Regions from separate parts of the Hordeum vulgare genome. Here region 2 is linked to region 1. A link is a contact called in public Hi-C data. All regions are on one chromosome and are shown on one strand. Each heading gives the region's core, a stretch centred on a gene start, on an enhancer-like site or on the middle of the called end of the contact. The rest is flanking DNA. Distances are from core to core; before and after follow the strand shown. Region 1 has its middle 38 kb from the start of LOC123424683. Region 2 has its middle 94 kb from the start of LOC123424684.

Region 1 (3,024 bases), core at 90-2,589:
AATGCTCCCAGGCTATAAATAGCCGCTCCCCACAACCATTAGCTGGTTGCCTGCTCCGTTGGAAACTGACACTTGTCATAAGAGCAACCCAAATTCCTCAGAGTCTTCGAGAGTAATTCATCAGTGAGGAAATACTCCAAAACACCAAACCACAAACCGAAAACCAAGTGATTGAGCATCACTCAAGAAGTTGTTCCTGTGTGGGACTGAAGCCTTTTACCTTTGAGGACTGTGCATCCTCCAGACGGTTAGGCGTCATGGTCTAGAGCAATCCAGCAGTCAATTGTGGATCGCGAGGTGACCAAGTTTGTGAGGGTTTGGAAGTCTGCCCTGAAGACTTACCACGAGTGTTGGGCGAGGACTGTGTGTTCTTAGCCCAAGGAGAATACGGTAGGGACTGTGTGTCCCGGGACTGTGTGTCTTTTGATTTCAATACCAAGCCGCTCCAAACCAGATGTACAACTGTCACAGTTGTTGGAACTCGGACATCAACCAGTGTCTTCACTGTGAAACGGGTTCTATTTCTTCAACTCTTTAAATTCCTCATATTGTATGTTGATGATTTTCACTGCGAGTGTTTGAAGAATTTGCTGTAGACTTTTTCTGAAATTCCTCAACCCCAATTTCTTCATGCGAGTTAATCCTCATCTGTTTTCTCCGTGCCTGCATAGTCTGCAAACTGTTTTTCGGATTTTTTTCACCTTGAAAACTGCTGTAGTTATACTTTACACTCCTGATCCTTTGCTGTTTGCGCTGCAAGTTAGTCATCAGTGAGGAATTTCTCCAAAAGGAATTTTCCTCAGTGATGAAATTCTAAAAATCTCCTATTCACCCCCCTCTAGTCGATATAACACACTTTCAAAAATCAAATTCAATTTCTTCATTAATCAAGATTTTTTTTTCAAATTCCAGAAAAATGTTCAAATTTATTTCATGAATTTAAAAAATCTATTCACAATCTGAAAAAATGTTCATAAAATTTGTAATAAAGTTCCCTCATCCAAAATATGTCCCGATCTAAAACATGTTCATGAGTTTTTAAAAAATGTTCATACTTTCAAAAAACTTTTCACGAATTCAAAAAATAGTCATGTTTAAAAAATATTGCAAAATTTAAAGATGCTCTTAAAAACAAGGACGAGAAATGAGAAAATAAAAAAAATGATTTTTTTTTTCAAAAATACCGGTTAAGGGAAGGTTCTTAAACCTTCGCAAAACCGGTGAGGGATAAACCCCAAATGAGTCGCACTATACGCTGAACGGGAGCTCGACGGGTGCGCGCTACGTCGTGGGTGCTCCTCATGTGCGCGTGAGGTGCTGGCGAACAAACCAGCGCGTGTAGCCGGGAGCTCCTACCTAGTGCTCACTGCGGCACGCAGCCCAGCGCCACAAAGGGGGCGCCCCGACTGGACCAGCCCAGTTTTTATTCTGTTACTTTTTTCTTCTTTGTTTACTTTTTTGGTTCGTTTTTTATTTCCTTTTTCCATTTCTTTTGTTATTTGAAGTAAAAAAGTTTTTTCGTTTTTTAATAACAATTTTGAAAAATCATGAAAAACAATTAAGGCACGAACATTTTTTAGATCTTAAGTTTTTTTTAAGGAGAATAATTTTGAAAACCCTCAACAAATTTGAAAGCGCGAACAAATTTTCTAAGCATTAATATTTTTTGAATATTGAGAACAAATTTTGAAAGCAAGAACAATTTTAAAAAACCGTGAACAAATTTGGAAGCGTGAACAATTTTTTAAAGCATGAACATTTTTTGAATCTTGAGAACAAAATTTGGAAAGGAGAACAATTTTGAAAAACCCTGAACAAATATGAAAGCTCGGACAAATTTTTGAAGCACGAACATTGGAATTTTGAGAACAAATTTTGAAACTGGGTACTTTTTTCAAAAAGGTGAACAAATTTGGAAGCACGAACAATTTTTAAACCACGGACATTTTTCAAAATGTTGAGAACAAAATATTGAAAAGGAGAACAAGATTGAAAAACCCCGAACAAATTTTTAAAGCACGAACATTTTTTGCATTTTGAGAACAAATTTTGAAATTGTGAACAATTAAGAAAAATTTGAACAAATTTGGAAGCGCGAACAATATTTTAAATATACGAACTTTTCTTGAATCATGATAACAAAATTTTGAAAAGGAGAACAAATTTTGAAATCGAGAACAATTTTAATAAAGCGTGAACAAATTTGGAAGCTCTAACAATTTTCTAAATACACAAAAACTTTGGAAATCATAAACAATTTCTTAGTCTATAAACAAATTTGAAAACAAGAGCAGTTTACAAACATAGAACATTATTTTTGTAAGAAAGAACAATTTTGGAAATTTGTGAACAATTTTTGAAACATAAATATTTTTTGAAGTTATGTACACTTTTTAAAACCGGAACATTTTTTGAACTTACATACATTTTTTGAAACGGAAAATATCTTTTAGAAAATAACCAATATTTTTTAAACATCCTAAACATTTGAAAATCATGAATAATTTTAGAATTGGCGAACAAAATTTGAACAGGTTTTTAATTTTTGAACAAATTTTCAAAAAAGAGAAACATTTTGCGTAAAGCAGGAACATTTTTATTCAAAATGTGAAAAAGGTACAATTAAAAAAATGTGAACAATTTATGAAAAAAGGAACAGTTTTTTTAAGAATAATGTAGTTTTTTGAATATGAGAACAATTTTTGAAACACGAATTTTTTTCAAAAGATGAACGCAGTTTGGAAGCCGGAACATTTTTTTGTAGCGCAGACATTTAAATATAAACTGCAAATATGAGAACATTTTTGAAATTTAAACAAAAACTATAGAATTTTAAACAGAAAAATAGGAAATAGAAAAACAAAATAAATTGAAGGCAAAAACTTAAATGGAAACAATAACATTTTTTGAATAAAAGATCATTTTTTGAAAAGGGCAAACATTTTTGAAAAATTTCGAACATTTTTCTAAAATCCCATATTTTTTTGAAGCTAGGAATGTTTTTGAAAAAGGCAGATATTTGAA
Region 2 (2,940 bases), core at 225-2,724, 150 kb after region 1:
AAAACGAAGTTCATACGTACAAAGTACTGTAGCATTTATAAATGTGTTTTGTTTAAGAAATCTTATCACTGAAAACATTAAAAAATGTTCATAAATGTAAACAGAATTGTAACATGATATAACATGCTTTTGCCATTCAAATTTGTCCACACGCTTAAAGTTATATTCATGTTACTTGAGAAGATGTTCATAAAATGTTAAACTTTATTCCTGCAATTCTAATCATTGTTCCTACTGTTCAAGTAAATGCTCATGTTGTTAGAGACAATCACATGTTAAAAAACATTTTAAGAATACCTGGAGAAATACACTATAGTCGGGCGGAATGAAGAAAAAAGTAAAAGAAAAAAATCCTGTAAAAAATTGAAAGGAAAAAACACGATCACGAAAAAACAAGAAGAAACAACCATTTACGACGTTTAAAAGGCAGAATTGGGTAAGAGACGATGCTCAGATAATAATATACTACTCCCACATTTGCTAGTGGGCCACAAACTAAGGGCGCGTTCGGATTCCCTCCGCTCTGCGACTCCGCGCCGGAGCGGAGTCGCATCCAGTGTTAACTAGGGGAGTTCCTAAAACGCAGCTCCACCCACTCCGCTCCGTGGAGGGCTGCCGAACAGGCGCTAAGTCGGGAGCGGAACATGCGACCGTTAAGTGCTACTCGCAGCAGGCATTGGACGCGACTAACTCGGGAGCTGGAGAGGCGACCGTTTAGCGAGTCCGGCATTTCCTATTTACCGCCAAAGGCATTAGTTAACGTGCATTTTTGTTAACTCGAGTCTGTAACGTTTATAAATGGACTGGCCTATTTAGGCACCGGTTACTTTTTTTGAAATTCTATGAACTTTTTTAAATATTAATGAACTTTTTAAAAATTTCAACAATTGTTTTTAAGATTGATGAACTATTCTCCGAAAACCAATGAATCTTTTCTAAAATATTAAAATTCTATGATTTTTTTTGAATATGGATGAACTTTTCTGAAATTTGATGAACGTATTTTAAAAAATTGATGAATTTTTATCAAAGTTGACGATTTACTGTAAGTTTTATGAACTTTTTTTCAGTTCAGTGAACTTCTTTTTAAAATACATAAACTTTGTTTTAATTTCTGTGAACTTTTTTCAAATTTAATGAACTTTTTTAAAAATGTAATGAACTTTTTCTAACTCGGATGAACTTTGTTTCAATTTCAATGAACTTTTTTTCGAATTGATTAACTTTTTTCAAAATTGATGAACCTTTATTTTTTTTCTAATGTATGAATCTTTTTCTTTAAAACTGTAAACCTTTTTTGGTTTCATATTTTATTTTCGTAACAAATAGGAAATCTGGACCTTTTTTTTACTGGATCAATAAAAAAGTATCAGGACAGCGTGTTAGTGGACCGCTCCATGCCAACGATACTACAGGTGCCGAATCGCTAACGGACGCCTACAAGGTTGCATAAGACCTCCCAGCGAGTCCCGAGGACGCATGGCCGGCAGCACGCAGGATTGGACCGGACCTAACGACACGACCCTTTTCTGGAGAGCCCAGTGTGTGCTTATTAAGTTTTTCTTACTTTTATTTATATTTTGTCATGTTTTAAATATGTATATGAAAATAGCTACTTCATGTCATTTCTTTGAAAGCGTTCACAGTGCATTCAAAAAGTCAATATAGTGTTAAAACAATTGCACGGGCAGTTTATGAATAATGTTCCTACCATTTGACAAATGCCCGTGACATTTCATAAAATCTTCACTCATTTCAAAATAAGCTTGTGACTTTTTCCAAATGTATATACAGTGTTTGCATATCTTCTAAAAATGTTTCCTAAAATGTTTGTGAATTTTCTTTAGTGTAAAAAAACCATCGTTTAATTTATTTTTTTCCATTACATTCAATAAAAATGTCTGTTACATTCTAGAAAGTTGTTCGAACACTTAATGTTCATGCCATTTATGAAAAATAATAATATGTGTTAGAAAAATGTTTATCATGTATTAAAAAATTGTTCAATATGCATGTAAAAATAAATCAAGGTGTATCTGAAAATGCTCGACATTTATGCAAAAAAAAATCAACGAGTATTGGATAATGAAGTATTTGAAATGTAGAAATAACAAAAAAGAAGGAGAAAACAAATATTAAACCCCAAAATAAAATTGATAAAATCCAACACAAAAACATGCACAAACCTTCCCCCCACCCCCTCGCGCGGAAGAATATCGGCAAACAAAACACACAAAATGGGAAAAAGGAATCGCGCGAAAGGCGCCGTTGTCCTTTTGATTGCATCATTACCATTCGACATGTTAAGCCATCACTCCTTGGTCGATTACTCTGTGGCCCACCGACATAAGTCTGTGTTTCCTAAACATAGTCTGTCCTTAAATCGATATGTAAAGATAAGATTTGCGGATGCTGAGGGTGTCCTGGGTTAGGGGTACCAGCCCGAATTGATTTGCGTGGGCCGAACTAATGGCCCGTTAAGCCACCGCCCGAAGAACGGTGAGAGCATAAAAACTTGCCCGTATGAAGAAGGGAAACCTCGAAAGACCTAGCATGCATCCCAAGGACAACTCTATATTCAACATATCTACAACCGACCTAAATATATGACCTAGCTCCCCCTAGGTATCTATATAAGCCTAGGGGTTTAGTTCGTAGAGGGGGAACTTATTCACCTTAGGGTTCAGAGTTTACACAACGATTTTAAGGTAGATCATCAACATGTACTCGATACCCCATCACCAATACAATCAAAGCAGGTCGTAGGGTTTTACCTTTTCGAAAGGGCGTGAACCTGGGTAAACATCGTCTTCCTACTCTTCATGTTACCATTAGTCTCAGACCCACAACTCAGAATCCCCTACCCGAGACCTGTCGGTTTTAGCACCGATAGATGCCTTATGCATATAGATGTGGAATGAAAGTGGAGGACCTTCATAG

What was found. Hi-C and Micro-C count contacts between places; a contact is called where the count stands out from the background.
Region 2: a contact with region 1 is called in a Hi-C map of leaf, with 3 times the contacts expected there. The contact joins two enhancer-like sites. A contact is called at or near these places in 3 of 6 Hi-C or Micro-C datasets (leaf and seedling).

The regions. Positions count from the first base shown.
Region 1 is chr2H:35,121,067-35,124,090 of MorexV3_pseudomolecules_assembly, forward strand. No RefSeq gene overlaps it. Among protein-coding and RNA genes, the nearest start is that of LOC123424683, 38 kb to the left of the region's middle. Within about 2 kb of position 1,340, at least 2 of the 3 cell types and tissues checked have open chromatin away from gene starts, as enhancers often do. A contact at or near this core is called in leaf, where this site is marked.
Region 2 is chr2H:35,267,452-35,270,391 of MorexV3_pseudomolecules_assembly, forward strand. No RefSeq gene overlaps it. Among protein-coding and RNA genes, the nearest start is that of LOC123424684, 94 kb to the left of the region's middle. Within about 2 kb of position 1,475, at least 3 of the 3 cell types and tissues checked have open chromatin away from gene starts, as enhancers often do. A contact at or near this core is called in leaf, where this site is marked.